Regions from separate parts of the Mus musculus genome. Here regions 1, 2, 3 and 4 are each linked to region 5. The links are chromatin contacts, called in public HiChIP or PLAC-seq maps. All regions are on one chromosome and are shown on one strand. The core of a region is the stretch at or near the end of the contact, and the rest is flanking DNA. Distances in the headings are between cores, read along the strand shown.

Region 1 (3,675 bases), core at 666-3,165, 840 kb before region 5:
GAACTAAAATCTGCTTGCTTTTATAACAAGCAAATACTCTTAGCCACTGAACCATGTCCTCTGTCCTTGTTTTGATTCTTTTGTTTAGCATGGATTTAGGTACTGTATTTTGTTTTTAAGTATTTATCTGCTTTTGATCTCTCGCTAATGATTCTAAGCTTTATACTATCAGTTTAGTAATCTCAAATTCATTGACACAGAAAGTATTTCATTAATGAATTACTCTTGGACCCACTGATCCTGGGATGCTGTTCCACTGCTGAGAACTAAGTCAGCTACCTAACTGTCATCTCAGGATATTTCTTTGTTACCTCTGATAGTTCTTTTATCCATAGCTTTGGCCCAACTTTCTTTTACTTGGTTCAGCCTCTAGATTTATACATGCTTAGAGCAGACAGCAACCAATCAACATAAAATTAATCCTAGGTCTTGAGGTGTTTTTGTTTAATAATAATCCAAATTATGTGTGTCAAGTTAATTGCAACAATTGACACAGGTTTTAGGAGTCCCATATTTGTCGTGCTTCAATTCAGTTAATATGAGAGTGCCATTGTCACAGATGCTGTTTCTAATGTGTTGGATGTCGCTTCTAGATGAACAGCAGAGATCCTCTACTCTGTCTCATATGTTTGCATTGCAATTAAGCTTGTAAAATTTCCTCATCCGTTTTCAGTAATACAGCTTCAACCACGCATGCAATACTAAAATTCCAGATTTTCTGCTTGCCTTTTTTATTTCATTGTCGAAACAAAAACAAAGCCACCATAAAACAAAGCCCAAGACTCTTGCTATTCCCATAAGTTTGAAATACTTTCCTTTCCTTCATATCTGCACATAGCTGTGGAATTCTGGTTCTTCCTTCTTTGTGACATTCACAGACCGCCACCTCTTGTATTCTCTTTCCTTCTGCAGTGCGTAAATGAATACATTTTGAGTTTGCAACACCGTCACAGATTCCTAGAAAGAGGGTGATTCATATTCACATAAAGAAGTAAGCATACTTAATTGATACCAATTATTGACTGATTATCATTTTCTTCAAGCGGGGTACTTTTAGCTCGTGAGGAGGAGTGGGCTAATCAGACGCCAGGATTGATTGCATCATTGTGCAGTACGTTTGCTGTCAATGAGTTTTGCTCCGCCCACCCCAGACATCTGCAAATATAGATGAATAAGCAGTTACTTGGTACTGTGGGACTCATCTTAAAACACATTTTAACTTCCACTTTTGTTCTCAATAGGATGCTTACCAAGGATCAAAGACCATTGCTTGCATCAGTTTATACGGATTATAACCCCACATCCCTCATATGACACCGAACCAGTACTATCATGAATTATCATAGAAAGTTTCTTATTTCCAGTACTTATTTAAATAGATCATCTATGGGCGAGGATTTTGTTTGCCAGTGTGTTTTAGAACAGTACAAAGAAAACATGAATGAGTGACTGGGTAAAGAACTATGGCATCTCATTTAATCCCCAAAGTAGAATTAAAACCTTTATTTTTGTTCTCATGGGTTACAAAATTCAAATTCATCCATGTATGGTTCCTGATCTATACTCTAAAAGATTCTCTTACTGAAAATAGCAGTTTCTACATAGTTATCAGAAAAGAGGAAAAATATTGGCTACGTGGAGAAAAAAAAAGGTACAACAAAAAACAAAAACAAAACAAAAACAAAAACAAAAACAAAAAACCCCCTCTAAAAAACAAGAATGGAGAACATCACCTTACATAAGCCTAGGTATTTTTATTCATTAGCATTTGTCAAGATTCCGTCTTTTATCATGTCTTGGCAAGAACTTAGAGTTTATTTTTAAATTTTCTCTCAACACAAGCTACTCCATTGTCTTCTTGTGGTTTTAAGGAAGATTGCCAGTGGGTGTGGTTAGGTTGTCAGAATCAGTCATGTTGTTTACTTCGGCTTTAATTGTGCTCAGACAATGATCTGTTTTACACATTACACCTTGACAAGCTCTGTGTAGGACAGTATATCTCAATGTGGTTAAAAAGAAAAGAGCAGACGCCTAAAAACACTCATCCATTGATTCCTGAGATGCCCAACACAACCGGTCTCACTATCAAATGGCTCACATATCAAATGTTATATCCCTAGTATGTGATATGATAACAGATTTTGTAACATGTTCCCCTGAAGTACTTCACTGCTAATATTTCTGGTTTAGTGTTGTTTCTCAAAATATGCAGAACAATCACTTATAAAGGAAGTGTTGTTGTGTGCTATCCACAGCAGAGGACTTGGCAAAGCTGATGTCTGAGTCACCAATTCAAAACTGGGAGAACTGGTGAAAGTCATATAACGTCTCTGAGGGTTAGTCGATCCATATGCGTAATGAGTCCATGCACTGTCTTCTGCTCTGCAGGACTGCTGGTAGCTTTAGATGGGAGGATGTTTAGGAACCCACCGCATGCCGAGAAAAATATGAATCATTTCTAGTACGACTATGAAAATGCATTGCTCCATTTTCTTTTAACCAATCTGTCTCTCTGCCTCTCTGCCTGTCTTCCTGTCTCTCTGTCTCTCTGTGTGTCTCTCTCATATGTGTGTTGTTGTCTGCCTGTCTCCTCATGTGTAAGTGTGTGTGTGTGTGTGTGTGTGTGTGTGTGTGAGTTCTGCCTGTTTATCTGCCTGTGTGTGTATGTCAGTTTGTATGTCTGTGTATGTGTCTGTCAGTGTCTGTCTGTCTTTCTGTGTCAGTGTCTGTCTGTCTCACTGTGTGTGTTGGTGTCTATCTGTGTGTCTGTCTGTCTGTGTGTCTGTGTGTCTGTCTCTCTGTCTGTCTCTGTGTGTGTTATTTATCCATGCACATACATGTGCACATATACAGGTCTGAAAACAATCACAAACACCAGTCCTTCTTTTTCACTTTGTTCAAAACCTTTCCCTTTGTTTTTCTCTCTATATGCCAGGCAAGCTAGCCCACACCTTCTGGGGATTCTTGTCTCCTCTTTCTGTCTTGCCACCCTGGGAGCTCTGGGGTTATCAAAAAGTGCCAGCTACCTCAGGATAGCTCCTGCCTGAGTTACCTAAGTTCTGAGGATTCAAACTCAGCGCTTCATGTTTGCACAGCACTTTATCCACAGAGTCGCGTGCCCTTCCCACTTCTTTAGTCAATCTATCTGTTCCTCCATTAGTAAACACAGTAAAGGCACTTAATGGTCAGCAGTGTTGTGATATGAAGTTAAGCAGTGGAGTGGGATGCATCCCACAGCTAAAGGTGGCCCTATACTAGTGACTGACTTTGTTATTCCTCAGTTTCCACGTTCACAAAGTGGCCATGCTAGTATTTCCTCCTCATAATGACAACACAAAGATGAAATAATTTCATAAGCATTACGTACTTATAACAATCCACAATATAATATGTCCTTTACGTTAAGTTAGCTATTACTTTTTATTATATATTGATAAAATGGTCCCCAGATATAAAACATGATAGATTAGAAAATAAACAAAAGTCCTGAGGATTAATTTTTAGAAAATTTTGTGTTTAAAATATGAGTAAATATTTCATCAGAGGGCATGTTCTTTACCAAAGACAGATAGTCCTCAGTTTTGTAGAATCCAGCTCTTCCATGGAGGTTACAGACTGGCAGAACAGTGCCCAGTCATTCTCCATTTATTCTCATAACTCGTGCAAGCATGCTTT
Region 2 (4,168 bases), core at 818-3,317, 610 kb after region 5:
TCCAGGGACAAAAACCTTATGGTCAGCTTTATTGGAAATAACTTTTGCAAAAGATGACCTTTAATCCTAGGTTTTATTACTGTCAAGATCTGCGACTTCATTGTGTGACCTGATTGTGTCCTCCCATGTGACTGACAGTCTATCCCATGTCAAGATGATTTGCACATTCACACAATTGACCCCAAGGAATGAATAACAGATGACTCAGTCCAAACCCATGCCTACTCCTGGAAAATGTGGCTCACGAATGCATTCTTTATTCAGAGATATTTTGTAGCGTTTTATAGGAAGGAGGTCGGCATATTACTTGAGAAAAGATTCATGTCACATTTTGTTTAAAGATTTGTTTCACTATTTCAGAGTCACACTTCAGTAGGCCGGAGTATAATAGCTTTTTCTTGGCCCTTGAAATGATTCCTTCCCTTGTGCTTCTTGGAGAATTGAAATGAGTTGTTCACAGACACCTGTGAGCATTAAGGAAAAATGACCCAGTTCTTGAATAGTGCCAATATTTCCTTCTTAGTCATTCTTATCAGGGTAAGTGGAAGCCATTTCTCTGCAAGAAACTCTACTGAACATTCTTTCTGTCAGGTCACACACTCAAGCCTGATCAGCCTCTGGTTTCACTGAGGCATCTTTATACGGAAGTGTCTCCTTCTTTCTCTCCCACCGGCACTACTACTGTGATAGTTGATCTGTTTTTATTCCATAGAAGTCCGTGTTCCTTTTCACCCCTTACTAGGATCTGTGTGGTTCATCTGGACCCTTACTTTAAGATTTACCATAGGAAGACTGGAGAGGCAGCTCAGCAGTTAAGCACACTTATTGCTCTTGCAGAAGGCCTGGGTTTGGGTCTCAGCTCACGACAACTAGTAACTCCAGCTCTAGGGGATCTGGTGTCCTTTTCTGGCCTCACTGGCACCAAGCACACATGTGGTGCACATATGCACATGGAGGCACTGATGCATGGGCATAAAATAAAAATATTAAATCCTTAAAAAACCCTTTACACTGAAGATACCCAGTCTAGTGCTGAAAAATAGATATAAGTACGACGGTAACAATGACTAATAAAAACTGAGACCACGAATTTGAAAGAAAGCAAGGGAGAGTATGTGGGAGGGTTTGGAGGAAGAAAAGGAGGGAAGAAATCATGTAATTATATCATAATCTAGAGGTAAATATGCAATCTTGGGGCTGAAGGATATGGGTCATTCTGTAAAATGTCTTTTGTGCAAGCCCGAGGCCTGACTTTGGGTGGATGATACTCAAGTAAAAGAAGGTACACAGCTCCTATGTACATAACACAAGTACACACACACACACAATCACACACACACACACACTATACACACACACACTATATACACACACACACACACACATACTAAGAATAAATAGGTAGCTTAAGGTCATTTGAACACAGAGTAGCTAACCTAAGACTGGTTGCTACATATGCCAGATATGGTTGTAATTTTTTACACATATTAACCCACTTAAACTACAATATTTTCCAGAAAAATGTGTTACGAATACCTCCATTTACAAGTGGAGAAACCAAGGAAGAACAGGGTTTCATAATATGTTAAAAGTTTCCTAGGTAGTATATTGTAAACCAGGTCAGGTCCATATATATATGTATATAATATATTATATGTATATTTGTAAAATTTGCAAGACTTGAAAGGCATGTTTTCAAGAAACACTGATTAATACAGTCTACTCCATAGACAATATGTTGTGCTAGTCTTTGGAATTTCATTAATCTGAAAATTTCTATATAAAGACCATTAAAATTTGTAGTTTCTTTTCATGGAAAGAAAAAAAAAAGAGACAAATCTACAAAACCATTTTCTCTCTAATTGAGCTCAAATCAGCAGCCATACATCCTAAAAGTGTTAAGTTATGTTATTTTTGAGAAATGATGTGACATGCCCTAGATTTCAAATGCAGATGCTGCAGACAACCGAGTAAATTTCTGAATCAAAATCGCTATATAGGACATTAACAGGCAGGAACTGGGGTGGAGAGGCAGTACCCAGCTCTGTGGTTGGGATCCTGTCTGGAATACTGCCACCTAGCGATGCTAGTCCGTCATCTGCCCCCTCTTCGGAAGAATGCTCCTCACTGTGGCTTCTTCCCCCCTTCGCAGATATCCTAGTAACGGATTGTTCCTGCAGGGTTTTAAGGCCACCCACCCATGCTTTATAAACATAATTTACAAAGGAGGACAGACCGGTAGGATTGTGAAAGAGAGGGAGATGAACAGCAGAGGATTTATCAAGAACTCGTAAGCGCCCAACAGTCATGTAGATTGAAGAGAGGAGAAAAGCATGGAAATTAAGAATAACGGAAATAGGGTGAATAAAAAAATATTCGAAGAGAAGACGAGATGAGGAGGGATTTCTTCTTGTTGTTGTCTTGTTGTAAAATGAGAAATAGAAGTTAAAAAGTGGAATTATGAAGTTAGTAAACAAACAAACAAACAAACAAAAAAACCATAGGGACAAATACCAGTACGTATAAAGAATGACAGAAGAAAGCAGCCGAATAAACTTAGCTATTAATGAGAAGACTTGAAGGTCTCTTTTTAAAAAACAATAAAAGCAAAGTGTCACATTGGTTTCTCTTAAGTATAGTTGAACATTTCCAGTATCCTAGAGGAAGAAGTCATTTCTCTTGCTGTCTCCCCTGTGTAATGCTAATGGCCTTGTTGGATCTTGCCACTTGCTTCATTAAAATACTGGACACCTTTTGTGCTCTTGAGTTGCTGTAGAATCCACACACAGAACCCAGGGAGCATAGGGCAGCCCATCCCGAGAATTTATTTAGGGAGTTCTGGTTTTCTAGCATTCTTTGTAATGCTACTAAGCAGCTAGCCATATTTTGGGAATATACATTGAGGAAGATTATCAACTTTTAGTTATTTTTGTAATTCAAATCAGGGTCACTAATATATAAAAATGACAGCAATAGTGGTTGTGATAATATATTTCTCTGTTCATGTTTTAGAAAACACGTAACTCCACATTATCTTCTGTTCTCTGAACAGCCACATTGTTCAGTCATGGCTAGGGGAACCAGTCTCTTTTCTAGCCACGACATTTGAGCTTCGAGTATAGAGGACCTCTCCAAAGTTCTTACTTACTAAATGCCTTTTTATAGGATCACAAAACTGGGAAATAATGTTTTATTTTCCCGTAAAATTCAATAATGCTTGAAAATGACATGCATGACGCTGGGAAAGAGGCATTGTTACCTCCTACATGGCTGGGAATGTCTCTGGAGGAGGCCTGCTTGCTGCCCTCTAAGTTATTTCATGCATTAGAAGTTTTCTCTTTGGACCGTAGGAGCTGAGAAGGAACACATTCTTCTATGGTAAGATTCGGTTTATTACCCTTTCCAGTGTTATATCTGTGTGTACTTATAATTAAAGTACATCGGTCATATAACTATTTGAATGTCTTGTCTGACAAAATAAAAACCTGGCAGGGATAGAGGATAGGCCAGATATTGAAAGAAGCTTCATTGATAAGTTCTTTGAAATGGCACATTGAAAAGAGTCCATTCTTTCAACTATTGAATCAAAACGTGATTTGTTATCAACGTGGTGTCAAGTCGTATATGCTAAGTGTTGAGGACAGAAGCTGGACACCACCCTGTTCTTATAAAAGGTCTAGCTTCGACGTGAATGCAGGAATATCCATCCACTTAGCTTTTATGCCACAAAGGCTACTTACAACCACCCACGGATGACTCCAGGTCAGAATTACCTTTGTTCTAGTTCAGATGAAAGTAGCCCTATGGCAGATCCTCCAGTAGGGGACATCTCCCTAACCTCTACAATTGAAAACTAGGACACTTACCTTTGGTTTTCAAAGGAGTACTGTTTGACTTCTATCAACTTGCTTTTAGTGTGAACCAGAAAAAAAATGACCTAGTTGACTGGTTTAACCAAAAATAGATTGAAACAGTCATGTAAATTTATAGGAAAAATTTTGGTCAGTTCAACTTGCTTTTCCCAGACTCTGTCTCTCAGAGCAGCAACCGTCAGTCACATGTCCCAACTTTGTAGATGAGAAAACTGCTGTATAGAAGGGAAAACAGAAGCGATGAAAAGATAAATTAGAATTTTTCGGTAATCCAGGCAAGAAGGTTAATGACTCAT
Region 3 (3,736 bases), core at 339-2,838, 550 kb after region 5:
TGCATATCTTTGGCCTTTTCTACTAAGCTGGTTTCCTGGAACACTCAATTGAAGATTCAGGAAATAAGTGGAGAACATATCCCTCATTAAATAACATTGGCTACTGCTCACATACAGTGATCAACCTATGAACCGTCTTCTCAGTTCTTCGCGTTTGTGACATTTGGAAACAATGCTTCCGCCCCTCACTTGCTTTCCAGCAGGTAGTCTAAGAGGATTTGCAGCCCTGTTTGGTTTATGATTCTCATATTATTGACTTTATTCTGTAGAGAGATGAAACACAGCTTCAAATGCAGTGGATGCTGAAGTTAAAGCCCTTCTTATGTCATTTAGAGATTGTTTTTAGATTAAGGATCATTTGACCTTGAGTTACAGCAGTTGCTTTATTATCTGATCATGGTGCTTGCAGTAAGAGCTTGCTAAATGCATTCAGTGCGCTACCTGACTATGTCACTCCAAAGCTTCTTGCCTTAGAAGATCTCACAGCAGGGTTAGAGCCAGGTAAAGAGCTTAAATCAGCAGCTATATTTATCAGCAATAAACAGCAGTCCCTGAAAATAAATGTTCTACCCAGCAAATTAATCTATAAAGCAATGGTTCAATGTTTGTGAATGTAGAGCTGATTTTATGTTTTAAAAATAATCAACCGATATTATGAGAAACCAATTGTCCACTGCTAGAAAAACAGAAACCTCTATAGTTGAAGTTCCTATAAATAGATTGGAAAAGATGATGATATAAAATACCAAATAATATACTTAGACCTAAACTCCACAAATCACAGAAGGGAAAGGATGCCGTAGCAACTTGCACACAGTTGCATAGATGAGGTTACATATGATTTGAAACAAAAGTAAGGTTGTCTAATAAGACTAAGAAGTCTTCAAGCTTGAGTGGAACCATCTAGGACATCAAGACTGATGGTGCATTTATGCTAAGGAGTAGGCCTTGAATGAACTTGAACCTGAAGGTGATTCTTTAAAGTTAAAGGGAGGACAATTCATTACACATTAGGAGTTAATCCTTCAATGTGGCTGTTGAAAGAGCAGAGCTTTAAGATGGGATGACGTAAGCAGCAGAGCTCTCCCACAGCATGGCGTGTCCCTAGGTAGGTTCAGCAGCCAGAATATAAGACAAATTAAAAGGCAATATTAAAAGAATGCATTTTTCTTTTTATAAGGACTTTCTACATTTCATCACTGCTGCCTTTCCTAGCAGATTTTCTAGCAGTGTGTCATAGGTGACTTTTCTGTATTTGTCAACTAAACTGAATTTTAAATAATATTTTTACCAAATGAGGACTAGAGTCTGACCTTGGCTCTGGGCATCATACTAGAGGTAAAATGCCCATGAACTTTGTGGAAAATTTACATAAGACGGGATCAGAGCTTTGATTATGCCACATAGTCACCAATGACACATCTCTGTCCCTGTCTTTCTTTCTATACACAACTGAGAAATTTTCCCAGCTCTGGCAAAAGAAAAAAGATATAAGATGAACATAGATCAAAGAAAGTACTAGGTGTTGTTTTTCTTAAGCACTGATATTCACTAGCCTCTCCTGATAGAGAGCAGTTGTCTGTCTTACAGAAATAGAAAATGACTTCATATTTTTTGATTATCATTCAAGGACAGTATTTTTAGATATTTTCCATACGACCATAGCACATTTATCTCAACAACAGTGAATGGTAATGGACTTAAACAATAGTGTTCAAATTATTGTAATAGAGTTAGACCAGACTCATCCGGACCATGAAAGTAAAGATGTAAAAATAGACTGGTCATAATGCGTGACTCAGCCTCATGAGGGCATGTGCTTCCCAGAGCAGTAATGGGTCTGACCAGATCCATTTCTACCTCCTGCCCAGCAGTGGTCCCTGCTTCTATATATGCTTAGTGACTGATTTCTAACAGAGTACATTTCATTTACAGGATGTATTAGGGAAGACCAAAAAATTATAAAGCCTATTTCTATATGTATGGATGACTGATATTTTAATGCAGGACCCCCGCCCCCTGCCCCCCCCCCGTGTGTGTATGTGTGTGTGTGTATATGTGCACACTCATGCATGTGTGAGAGAGTATTGGAGTATTGAGGATTTGAGCATGTTGGACATCAGAGGATAATCTTCAGTGATGGTTGTCTTATTGGCCAGGTGCTTTGCAACATGGGCCAGGATAGCTGGACCACAGCGCCCAAGGATCTGCCTGTTTCTCCTTCCCATTTTGCTATTGTTAAGATTGCAAGTGCATAGCACCACACTCACCCGTGTTCTCAGTTGAATTCAGGGAACTTAAACTCAGGTCCTCCAGCCCCGGCCGAAGAGAATCTTCAAGGCAGGTGACATCTTGTTAATATGAGGAAATATAAGTGAACTTTATTCAAATGACATTTCTGTAATGCAGTGTGTGCAATTATGATTACAGAACCTTAGAAATCATGGAAATTGTTAGATTTTTTTAAAACTTGATTTACTTTCATTTATGTGTTTGTATGAGTGTATGGCACTTGCATGTGGGTGTTCATGGGGTGCAGAATAGGGCATTGAACCTCCTAGGCCTGGAGTTAGAGGGTCCTGTGAACTGCCTTATGGGTTCTGGAATCTGAACTCAGGACCCTTAGTAGATTATCAAATGTTTGTAACTGCTGAGATGTGTCTCCAGACCCCACACCCCCAGTAAGCACATATTTTTTTCTGACAAAAAAATTAGTCAAGCATAATGAAGAAGCTAGGTGATATATAAATCTGCTATAAAGAAGACAAGGAGGAGTGGACAGTCTTCCACAAACGGTGGGGGAAGAAAAAACCTGACAATGGAGGAACAAATGCTGAGTTCATAAAAGTTTTTTAAAGAGCTGAAAAGAAGGTGCTATAATGTGACTAGAGAGCAAGGAGAATGGACACCAAAGCTGATGTCCACCTGAGGTAAACTGAGATGGATCAAGCCCTTAGAAGACAGTGACTAGCATTACAATTTGAATGTATCATGACCATTCATTTTGAGTTTATGCAACACAGAATAAAAATAGAAGGTTCCCCATGATCCTAGATTGAGGGTAAGGATGAAAAGCAAGACAGTTCTCTAAAATCAAAATAACTGAGAATGTTCTAGCTATTTTACAACTCTGCTTAGAGAAAGGACACACACACACACACACACACACACACACACACACACACACACACACATGGAAATGTCAGTAACTTGACATTATAACCTGAAAGCACTCATACAAATTTCATGTACAAGACAGAGATAAGACCCAGTAAAAACTGGGAAATCTAGAACTATGATTGGTTGAGTCATTTAGAAGTAATCTTTGAAGGGACCATACTCCTATTACAAATAACACAGAGCAAAGGTAGTTAGCTCACTTTCTAAGATCCATGCCTTATTTCTCTAAGATGGCACTGTTTCAGTGACAGACTGCTTAGTCTGGAGGTACATCCAGATAGAGACCAGTGTCTACTACTTCTTGCTGCTGGAATATATCTTGGGTCTTCAGGACTGCTTCTGGATTAGAGACTGGGTAGATTTTAAACAATTGAAATGGGATGCTGATATCTTTAGAGATTGTGGAGTTCATGGGCTAGGTCTGTCCTTATTCCTTGTTAGGCTTTCTCCTCACACACATGATTCTTTCTCTTCTAACAGGGCACTAATCTCATCTAGTAATGTTCCACTCCTACGATCTAGGAATCTCCTAGCATTTTTATCTCTTACTGAAGTC
Region 4 (3,905 bases), core at 820-3,319, 590 kb after region 5:
TCGTGTGGCTTGTTTTTTTTGTCACAGCCTTAGTAAATGGCCAGAGAGCTGGAATTTGGTTTCTTTCCCACAACCTTTTTCTCCTCAGTCCTGTTTAATCTCAAAAAGTGATCAGCACAGGCTACTTGCTTGGTTGCAGACTTTTATTTTTGGAAATTCTGCTTGAGCTATCTTCGTGGGCAAAGGAGTGAGAAGGGGTGTTGTTTCAGTGGTTTTAATCTGTGGATTAGATGGGCAGCTCTGTTACTAGGATGGTCTGAAACATGCATACTTGTACATACTTCATGGTTGAATACCAGTGGTTGCTGTGATGAACCATGAACATCTATCTTAACTAAGAGTCTCTGGAAACTCTTGCACAAATGACCCATTGAATCCCAGTAGTCCTATTCCATGTTTCTGTGCTACCCCTGACCCTTCCTTCTGGCATTGCTTTTAGAGTAACAGTGGTCTTCTAGAGAGGAGTTGCCAAACACATGACCAAAGGAAAAAAGGAGGAAGGGCTCTTGTTAAAGAATTTTCTGATGTTAGTTTTTCTAAAGAGTTGGTATGGTTAGATGCACTGGATAGATTGCACTTTAAAAAGTAACATTTAAAACTAACATGGGGGAGTGGGGATACCTCTGACTCTCTTGCCTGCTCTTGGGACCCTTTTCCTCCTACTCTGTTGCCTCACCCAGACTTGATATGAGGGTTTGTACCTAGTCTCAATGCTTCTTGCTATGAGGTGTTTGGTTGACATCCCTGGGAGGCCTGCACTTTTCTGAAGGGACATAAAGGAGGGAAGGTAGTGGGGGGTTGGAAGAGAAAGGGAAGGTTGTGGTAAGGATGTATTATATGAGAGAAGAAAAAAAAAGCCTTTAACAAATACATATTGATATATTCATATTATATTTCAAGATTGCTAGAGTTTGATCTTAAATGTCCTCCCAGAGACTGCTTATTAGAGGGCAGTCCAGAGGGAAGTGCTATTAAGAAGAGATAAAACAATACAGCCACAGACTTGTCTTAGTTAGGGTTTTACTCCTGTGAACAGACAGCATGACCAAGGCAACTCATAAGGACAACATCTAATTGGGGCTGGCTTACAGGTTCAGAGGTTCAGTCCATTATCACTGAGGGGAGAGTATGGCAACATCCAGGCAGGCATGGTGCAGGAGGAGCTGAGAGTTCTACATCTTCATCCGGACACTGCTAGCAGAATACTGACTTCCAAGCAGCTAGGATGAGGATCTTAAAGCCCACACCCACTGACACACCTGCTCCAACAAGGCCACACTGACTCCAACAGGGCCATATCTTCTATTAGTGCCACTCCCTGGGCTGAGCATGTGCAAACTATAACAACTCCTCTTTGGTTTTGCTTCCTGGTTAAAAAAGTTTTCTACTGCAGTATGCCCTCCACAGTGCACTGACTTCCTACCCACCCAAAATTAATGAGCCCTATTGATCGTGGACTGGATTGTGCAAAGATGTGAGCCCAAATAAAAGTTTCCTTTTTATATGTTGACTATCTCAGGAATTTGTTACAGCAATAGAAATCCAATTAACACAATGATCGGGGTTTAAATAGAAAAAAAATATTGGTGGGACTTCTTATATAGAGGTGTCGGGTGCATTGGGTAAAAATGCCAGTTTCTCAGAATACTTCCCTCTGAAGTTGCCAGTTCACCTTGAGACTAGATTTCTTAGCACATCCAAGCCATACCCTGAGGAACTCTGAGATTTACTTGTCTGTAGCAATTTATTGGTTACTTAGTTTTGAGCTGGTAATATTTAACATGTTGAGAAGAAATTCGTTTCCTTTCCCATTATGACAGAATCTCTCACTCTCTGCAAGATGAAAAAAAAACCTAAGCCAGGAATTTATTTCTCTGCTATTCAATATTTCCTTTAAAATATTCAAAGAGCAGACAGATTGTGGATGTTGAAAGATAAGTTAATTTTTCATTAGTTCTTCTGTCATCCTCTGCTTTCCTTCTCTGTGGTTGTTTCCTTCTTGTTTGGCTCAGCACTGTCACAGCCTTCTCCCTGGAACTGAAAGAGGAAGATCTATAACATTATATTTCCACCCCCATGTCAGAACCTGACCACACGCTTTCTGAGTTATATAACTGTGTAAGCTGGATACTTTATTGACTAACTCTATTACTTCAAAATACCATTCCATTTCAGTCCTCTTAAGATCAAAAGAAGGAATTAAGTAAGGCAATGTTTAAAGTGACTTCAGTACTCTGTGCCCCTATAAAGTGACAAATCCCGAATTCTCTCTCTACAGTGTACCAAAAGCAGGTAAGGAACGAACAGCATGGTGCACCCATAGAGTCCTGCACCCAACATAGGTTCACGCTTGTTTGTTCACCAACCCTGTTTAATGGACAGAGATCAGGTCTTTGATTTCTTTTCCACATGCTTTTTTTTTTTTTCTTTTTTCCAGTACTCAATCCTCTTTATCTAAGAAGGCGATCAGCACAGACAAGTTGCTCGGTTGCAGACTTTTATATTTGGAAAAATCTGCTTGAGTCATCCTGGTGGGTAGTGGAGTGAGAAGGAGGGCTCATTCAATGGTCTTAATCTGTGAATTTGGGTGTGCAGCACTATTAGAATTATCAGAGGATTCAAAGAAATCAGCCTTTCCCAATGATACGGCTTGCTACTGCGGGGAGTGACAATGTTGGTGAAGCTTGCTCAAGTCACACAGCTGGTAAGCGTGAGATGCTGCTCCGTCACCCAGGACTGTGATGTCAACACTTGCTGAGCCATCCCGTAGCCTCATCATATCTTTTTCTCTGGGCTTCCACCATATTTTAATCCTTTTGCTGGCATAGGACCTGTGTTATATTGCTGTTTGCGTGCTTAGCCTCCAGAATGAGATACAGTACGTAATATTTATTTAAAACACATAGTTTTTAGTCAAATATTTAAATGTGATTATGTGTCTCTACTTATTGCAAGGGGTTGTGTGCTTCTTAAGTGATGGGTAGGCTTTTGTAAGTTGTAATGTCCCTTAGCACTCTGACAAGAACTAGAGGCTTCTCAAATGCACTTGAGTGCTGTTTGTATATTGTTCGTTATCACCAACCTGGAGTCATATTCTCCCTGTTTTTTCTAGGTCATTTCTATTTCTCTTCCTTTTTCCCTTCTCTACTTTCTATTTCCTTATCTTTCATACTTCATATTAATGATTTCCATGTCATTCTTCTGCAGGGCTTCTTCTCTTTGCTTGCTTATTAAAAAGCATTGTGTATAGATAGATCTCAACATGATAGGTACATTTGACACTAAAGGATGTAAGATTAACGTTATATCATATATCACTCATTTTGTGCATGTATAGTGTTGTTTTGAAGAATGAGTAATGACCTAAAACCCTGTGCTGAGCCCTAGAGCACATTAACACCTTAATATTAACACCTTAATATCTTTCTTTTTAGAGACAAGGTTTCTCTGTGTAGCCCTGGCTCTCCTGGAACTCACTCTGTAGACCAGGCTGGCCTCCAACTCAGAAATCTGCCTGTCTCTGCCTCCCAAGTCCTGGAATTAAAGGCATGTGGCACCACAGCCTGGCTAATTATCTTTCAATATTTAATTCCTGACGAAGACAATGTTCGCAAGAAATGGTGAGCACAGCAGATGTTATTAATTAGTGGTTTAGCATTAATACCAATAAGGAAGGCATAAACACATTTCAAAATCAGGTTTATTGTTTTATCTGTTCTGTGTAAATAGCCCCTTTGTATCATTGTAGCTATAATTTGGGTAGAAAGATTACATCTGATTATACTAGCATCCAACCAAAATTTTACTGTGATGAAATGTGTCTGAATTTTTTTAATAAACCTCTACTTTCATTGTATTTCAAATACATATAATGTTATGAGGGTTTATATTTTAAATGTATATAG
Region 5 (3,655 bases), core at 225-2,724:
CCTTGGCCCCAGCTCCCTGGCACCGCCGGCTCCTGGAGAGGCATACAAAGTGGAGACTGAGAACTCCACCAGAATATAAGCCAGTGTTAAAAGGGCCAGCAGCAGGCAGCTCTTGCCTGCCCAGGTCCACCTCACGGCCATCCGGATCCTCACGGGTCGTGTGTAGACGCGGCCACCGAGCCAGCACGCGGGGAAAGCGCCGCGGATCCTGAAGCTGGAGTTCCCGGCTCAGGTAGGGGCGAACTTCCGAGAAGGTTCCTCCTTTCATGTAGGCGCTCGGCTCCTTTCCGACACCGGAGTTTCCCAGGGGTCACTTGAGACCCCCTCGCTCCCCGGCCTCTGGTGGTGCTCAACTGGTCGGTCCCCACTTCCTCCTGCTCGTCTCAGAACTTTTCACAAACTCTCCAGCCAATACTCCACCCTCCTCGGGCCGATCACAAACCCCTCCCCTTCCCACTCACTCCTCCTGGTGGTTAGTTCACGAAAGTTGTCTGTCAGGCCGGGACCAGTCGAGTCCTTACCCAGCAAAGACCCAGGGACCCAGAGTGGCCGGGTACATCCCATCGCGCCTGGCTCACTCAGGCAGGGATGGAAGAAAGGCTTTCTGCCAAGTGAGCTTTGGTTACTGTCAGAAAAGGAAAGAAGAAAGAAAGGAAAAACAAAAACAAAAACAACTTACCAATTTGTTTGCAGTTGGGGCTGAAGTCAGCGGAGGTGATGGCAGCTTTGTGACCTTTAAAAGAACGTTCCAGAATCGGATCCTCCTAGGATGGAAAGTTGTTAGGTTTGAAAGCAGGTGCAGAATTCCAGCTCTCGACATCAGACGTCAACGTTGCCTGTCCCCCGGGATCGAAGAGGAGGACCCCGCAGCATCAGCGGGCAGCGAGAGAGGCGTGGGCATTACAACCCGGCTGAGAGGCTCGGGCACTGCCCCAGCTTCCATCCGGAGGGGTCCCCACCATCGGGAGGAACCCCCAGCCCAGGCACCAGGGCGAGCCGCCGAGGGACCCGCCCACCGCACCGAGCTGCAGATGCTCGCCGAAGCCTCCCGCGCTCTTTAAACCTCCCTGGTGATTCTGACGCAGGCGCGCCGCGGGAACCCAGCCGGCGAGTCCCGGAGCCAGCTCCGCCTCAGCCCCGAGCGCCGGGATCTCTCCGGGAGCAGCGCTCACCGCTCAACCCGGGCACGGCGTCCCGCTCCGGGGAGGTGAGCGAGCTGCGGAGCTCCGGGTCTCGGGGCTACCTCCCAGGCCTGCCAGACTCGGCGTGGTTCCCCTCCTCCCGGTCCCGCCGCCCAAGGATGATCGGCTCCGGTAGCGGCGGGGACCTTACCAGGCCGGAGGCCATGCGGGGAGCGGACGGCGCCCGGGGCCTTGGGGGACCAGGGAGGGGTGGGGACGAGGGGGGACCGTGCGGCGCCCGGAACCGTCAGACTGGAGTGCGGGCGCTTCCCGGTCACTACAACAACGGCGGCCCAATCAAAGCCCGCGCTCCAGGCGTGGCCAGACGAGCCCCGAGACGCCGCGCGCGCGCGCGCTGCCGACAGCCGAGAGCCTGGCGGGAGCGCGCCGCGGGGGGTCCGCCGCGCGCGCACACAGCGAGCCCCGCGAGCTTCGGAGGTAGCGGACTACCGGGTTGTTGTCGGGAAGCGGGTTGGGACTTGGAGAGAGAGAGAGATGTGATCGGTGGTGGCGAAGCGGAGGAGAGTCGGTGATCGATGCAATCAGGATTCTATTACACCTTAAAGAGAACGGCGCCCAACTCGGCTACTCCGGAGAGGGGAGCTTGGGTGCACAAGCTAGACAGTAACAGGACGTTGAGCGGGACTAAGTTCCTTGTGTTCAATTACTGGTTTTGCACGTACTATAGATACAAATGCTGGCAGCACATGATGGGTAATATTTTATTCACATGTTCACCCTGTTTTTCTTTATTCAATAGTATTCTATTATCTATTTGATTTATTCTGTTCTCAACCGCTTGTTTGCATATGCCTTATTAAACTCACACACACACCTGAAGTGGTCGGAAGACTTGGAAACTTTAAAGTTTCTAGACCACGTGGTTACAATAACGGTCCCCACTTTAGACTTTTTTTTTTCCCCACACATACTATCATTTGTGCTTCAGCAACAGGGTTTCAAAGCTAGAGAATGTTGTCGGTGGCAGTTTGTACATGGAAGGCCACATTTTGATGCTTCTTCATACCCCTCGACAACAAACAACAGCATTAAACCCTGCCCCGGAGCATAAAAGACTCAGCTGAAAATTACATACGGAACACAACTTCTTGGCAGTGGAATGTCGTGATAAACTGGTAAGGTACATGTTGTGTGTAAATAAAAAGTGTAGTAATTACAGGTTCCCTCGCTGTATTTGCGTTTAGTCTTAACCACTATATAGCAATTATGTAAGTGCAATACCGTATTAGTTTGACACATGGGTGGATGTTAAATATCTGTTATATGTTTGACACCAAGGGCTAAACTTTGTTATAAACAAAACAAACCCCTGAATGCCAACATAGTTCCCTCCCCTCAAGAACTTGGCACTGGGATGTAGCTCAGTTGGAGAGTGCCTAATGAACTAAACCCTTGCTTGTATTCCCAGCGCCCTCATCAACACAACCTGGCATCAGTAACTATAGCCCTGGGGAGGTGGAGGCAGGAGGATCAGAGGCATAAGGTTGTCCTTGGCTATACTGTGAGTTTGATGCCAGTCTAAGCTACATGAACTCTGTTAAGCAAATAAAAAACAGACGACAACCCTGCTGTATTCTACCTTAAGGAGTCTCATGTTTTAGTATAATTGATGCTAGTTGCCAAAGATGCTGATTCAGCATATATGGGGCAGAACCTAGAGCCCTACAGGTATAACAAACTGCTTAGGTTTTGCTATAGGAGTCTTGGCTGTGTACGTGGAAAATGTTGCTCTAATAGAGGAAGGGATGTGTTAAGGGTCTTGCTGTGATGGAGGGCAGTGGTGTAGGTCGGGGATAGAGAATATGGTTAACACAGAAAAACATGGATTTGATCTCCAGCACTCGAACACACAGAGTCAGTCTCCACTTCTCATATGTGTATGAGGCAGAGACAGAATGAAATGAGAATCGGTACCAGCAACCTGTGATTTTGCCATTCTATGTTTCCCTTTTAAAAAAATGTTTAGTTTTGGATGCCAATTAAACATAAAAGTGGTATGGAATTGTGGGAAAAAACAGTACGGCATTTACTCAGAAATGAAATAATTTACTCATGATCCAGCAAGACAGGGACCAAACATCTGTATTCACTAGAGTTTGCAGCCTTAGAAGCAGCAGGCAAAAACGAGAGACAACTAATATCCAGCAAATGAGTGGGTAAATAAAATGTACATAATAGAAATAGCATTTGGCCATAAAAGCAGATGAAATTTTGATACATGCAAGTTATGTGATAATTGTGAACAAATAAATAGGCCACACACACACACACACACACACACACACACACACACACCAAGTTGTGTGATTAGATTTGCATTAGGTCAGCAGAATAAGTGGATGTTTATTTCTTGTATATTTGATCACAGGGAAATACTCCAATGTTAAAACCAGAAATCAAGGCTTTTGGATCTCTCATAGCTACATCTAATATTGGGCATAGCAGATTCAAAG

Evidence for each region. HiChIP or PLAC-seq counts read pairs in DNA pulled down with a chosen protein or histone mark.
Region 1: a contact with region 5 is called in an H3K4me3 HiChIP or PLAC-seq map of bone marrow-derived macrophages, with 5 times the contacts expected there. The contact joins the enhancer-like site here to the promoter of Poc1b in region 5. A contact is called at or near these places in 3 of 39 promoter capture datasets (the 3T3-L1 cell line and liver) and 3 of 115 datasets of contacts at active chromatin or transcription factors (bone marrow-derived macrophages, pancreatic cancer cells and stem cell-derived neural progenitor cells).
Region 2: an H3K4me3 HiChIP or PLAC-seq map of bone marrow-derived macrophages shows a contact between it and region 5, with 7 times the contacts expected there. The contact joins the enhancer-like site here to the promoter of Poc1b in region 5. A contact is called at or near these places in 10 of 39 promoter capture datasets (3T3-L1-derived adipocytes, cranial neural crest, embryonic stem cells and 6 more), 4 of 484 Hi-C or Micro-C datasets (B cells, bone marrow-derived macrophages, embryonic stem cells and 1 more), 15 of 115 datasets of contacts at active chromatin or transcription factors (the 230-238 cell line, acute myeloid leukemia, bone marrow-derived macrophages and 9 more) and 3 of 9 other capture datasets (adipose tissue, embryonic stem cells and liver).
Region 3: an H3K4me3 HiChIP or PLAC-seq map of bone marrow-derived macrophages shows a contact between it and region 5, with 4 times the contacts expected there. The contact joins the enhancer-like site here to the promoter of Poc1b in region 5. A contact is called at or near these places in 9 of 39 promoter capture datasets (the 3T3-L1 cell line, 3T3-L1-derived adipocytes, embryonic stem cells and 3 more), 7 of 115 datasets of contacts at active chromatin or transcription factors (bone marrow-derived macrophages, embryonic stem cells and stem cell-derived neural progenitor cells) and 3 of 9 other capture datasets (adipose tissue, embryonic stem cells and liver).
Region 4: an H3K4me3 HiChIP or PLAC-seq map of bone marrow-derived macrophages shows a contact between it and region 5, with 5 times the contacts expected there. The contact joins the enhancer-like site here to the promoter of Poc1b in region 5. A contact is called at or near these places in 5 of 39 promoter capture datasets (3T3-L1-derived adipocytes, embryonic stem cells, frontonasal cranial neural crest and 2 more), 1 of 484 Hi-C or Micro-C datasets (bone marrow-derived macrophages), 11 of 115 datasets of contacts at active chromatin or transcription factors (the 230-238 cell line, bone marrow-derived macrophages, embryonic limb bud and 7 more) and 1 of 9 other capture datasets (adipose tissue).

The regions. Positions count from the first base shown.
Region 1 is chr10:99,950,126-99,953,800 of GRCm38.p6, reverse strand. No RefSeq gene overlaps it. Among named protein-coding and RNA genes, the nearest start is that of Gm35437, 49 kb to the right of the region's middle. Within about 2 kb of position 1,915, at least 40 of the 459 cell types and tissues checked have an H3K27ac peak or open chromatin away from gene starts, as enhancers often do. A contact at or near this core is called in bone marrow-derived macrophages and pancreatic cancer cells, where this site is marked.
Region 2 is chr10:98,492,465-98,496,632 of GRCm38.p6, reverse strand. No RefSeq gene overlaps it. Among named protein-coding and RNA genes, the nearest start is that of Gm34297, 43 kb to the left of the region's middle. Within about 2 kb of position 2,067, at least 12 of the 459 cell types and tissues checked have an H3K27ac peak or open chromatin away from gene starts, as enhancers often do. A contact at or near this core is called in bone marrow-derived macrophages, where this site is marked.
Region 3 is chr10:98,552,678-98,556,413 of GRCm38.p6, reverse strand. It overlaps Gm34297 (a long non-coding RNA gene), which reads right to left. Exons shown (of 4, transcript XR_871988.2): 2 at 2,271-2,351. Among named protein-coding and RNA genes, the nearest start is that of Gm34297, 17 kb to the right of the region's middle. Within about 2 kb of position 1,588, at least 13 of the 459 cell types and tissues checked have an H3K27ac peak or open chromatin away from gene starts, as enhancers often do. A contact at or near this core is called in bone marrow-derived macrophages, where this site is marked.
Region 4 is chr10:98,513,190-98,517,094 of GRCm38.p6, reverse strand. No RefSeq gene overlaps it. Among named protein-coding and RNA genes, the nearest start is that of Gm34297, 22 kb to the left of the region's middle. Within about 2 kb of position 2,069, at least 3 of the 459 cell types and tissues checked have an H3K27ac peak or open chromatin away from gene starts, as enhancers often do. A contact at or near this core is called in bone marrow-derived macrophages, where this site is marked.
Region 5 is chr10:99,104,901-99,108,555 of GRCm38.p6, reverse strand. Poc1b (POC1 centriolar protein B) reads right to left here and starts at 1,474. Exons shown (of 12, transcript NM_027740.7): 1 at 1,333-1,474; 2 at 680-764. The coding sequence starts at 1,347. Galnt4 (polypeptide N-acetylgalactosaminyltransferase 4) reads right to left here and starts at 421. Exons shown (of 1, transcript NM_015737.4): 1 at 1-421. The coding sequence starts at 141.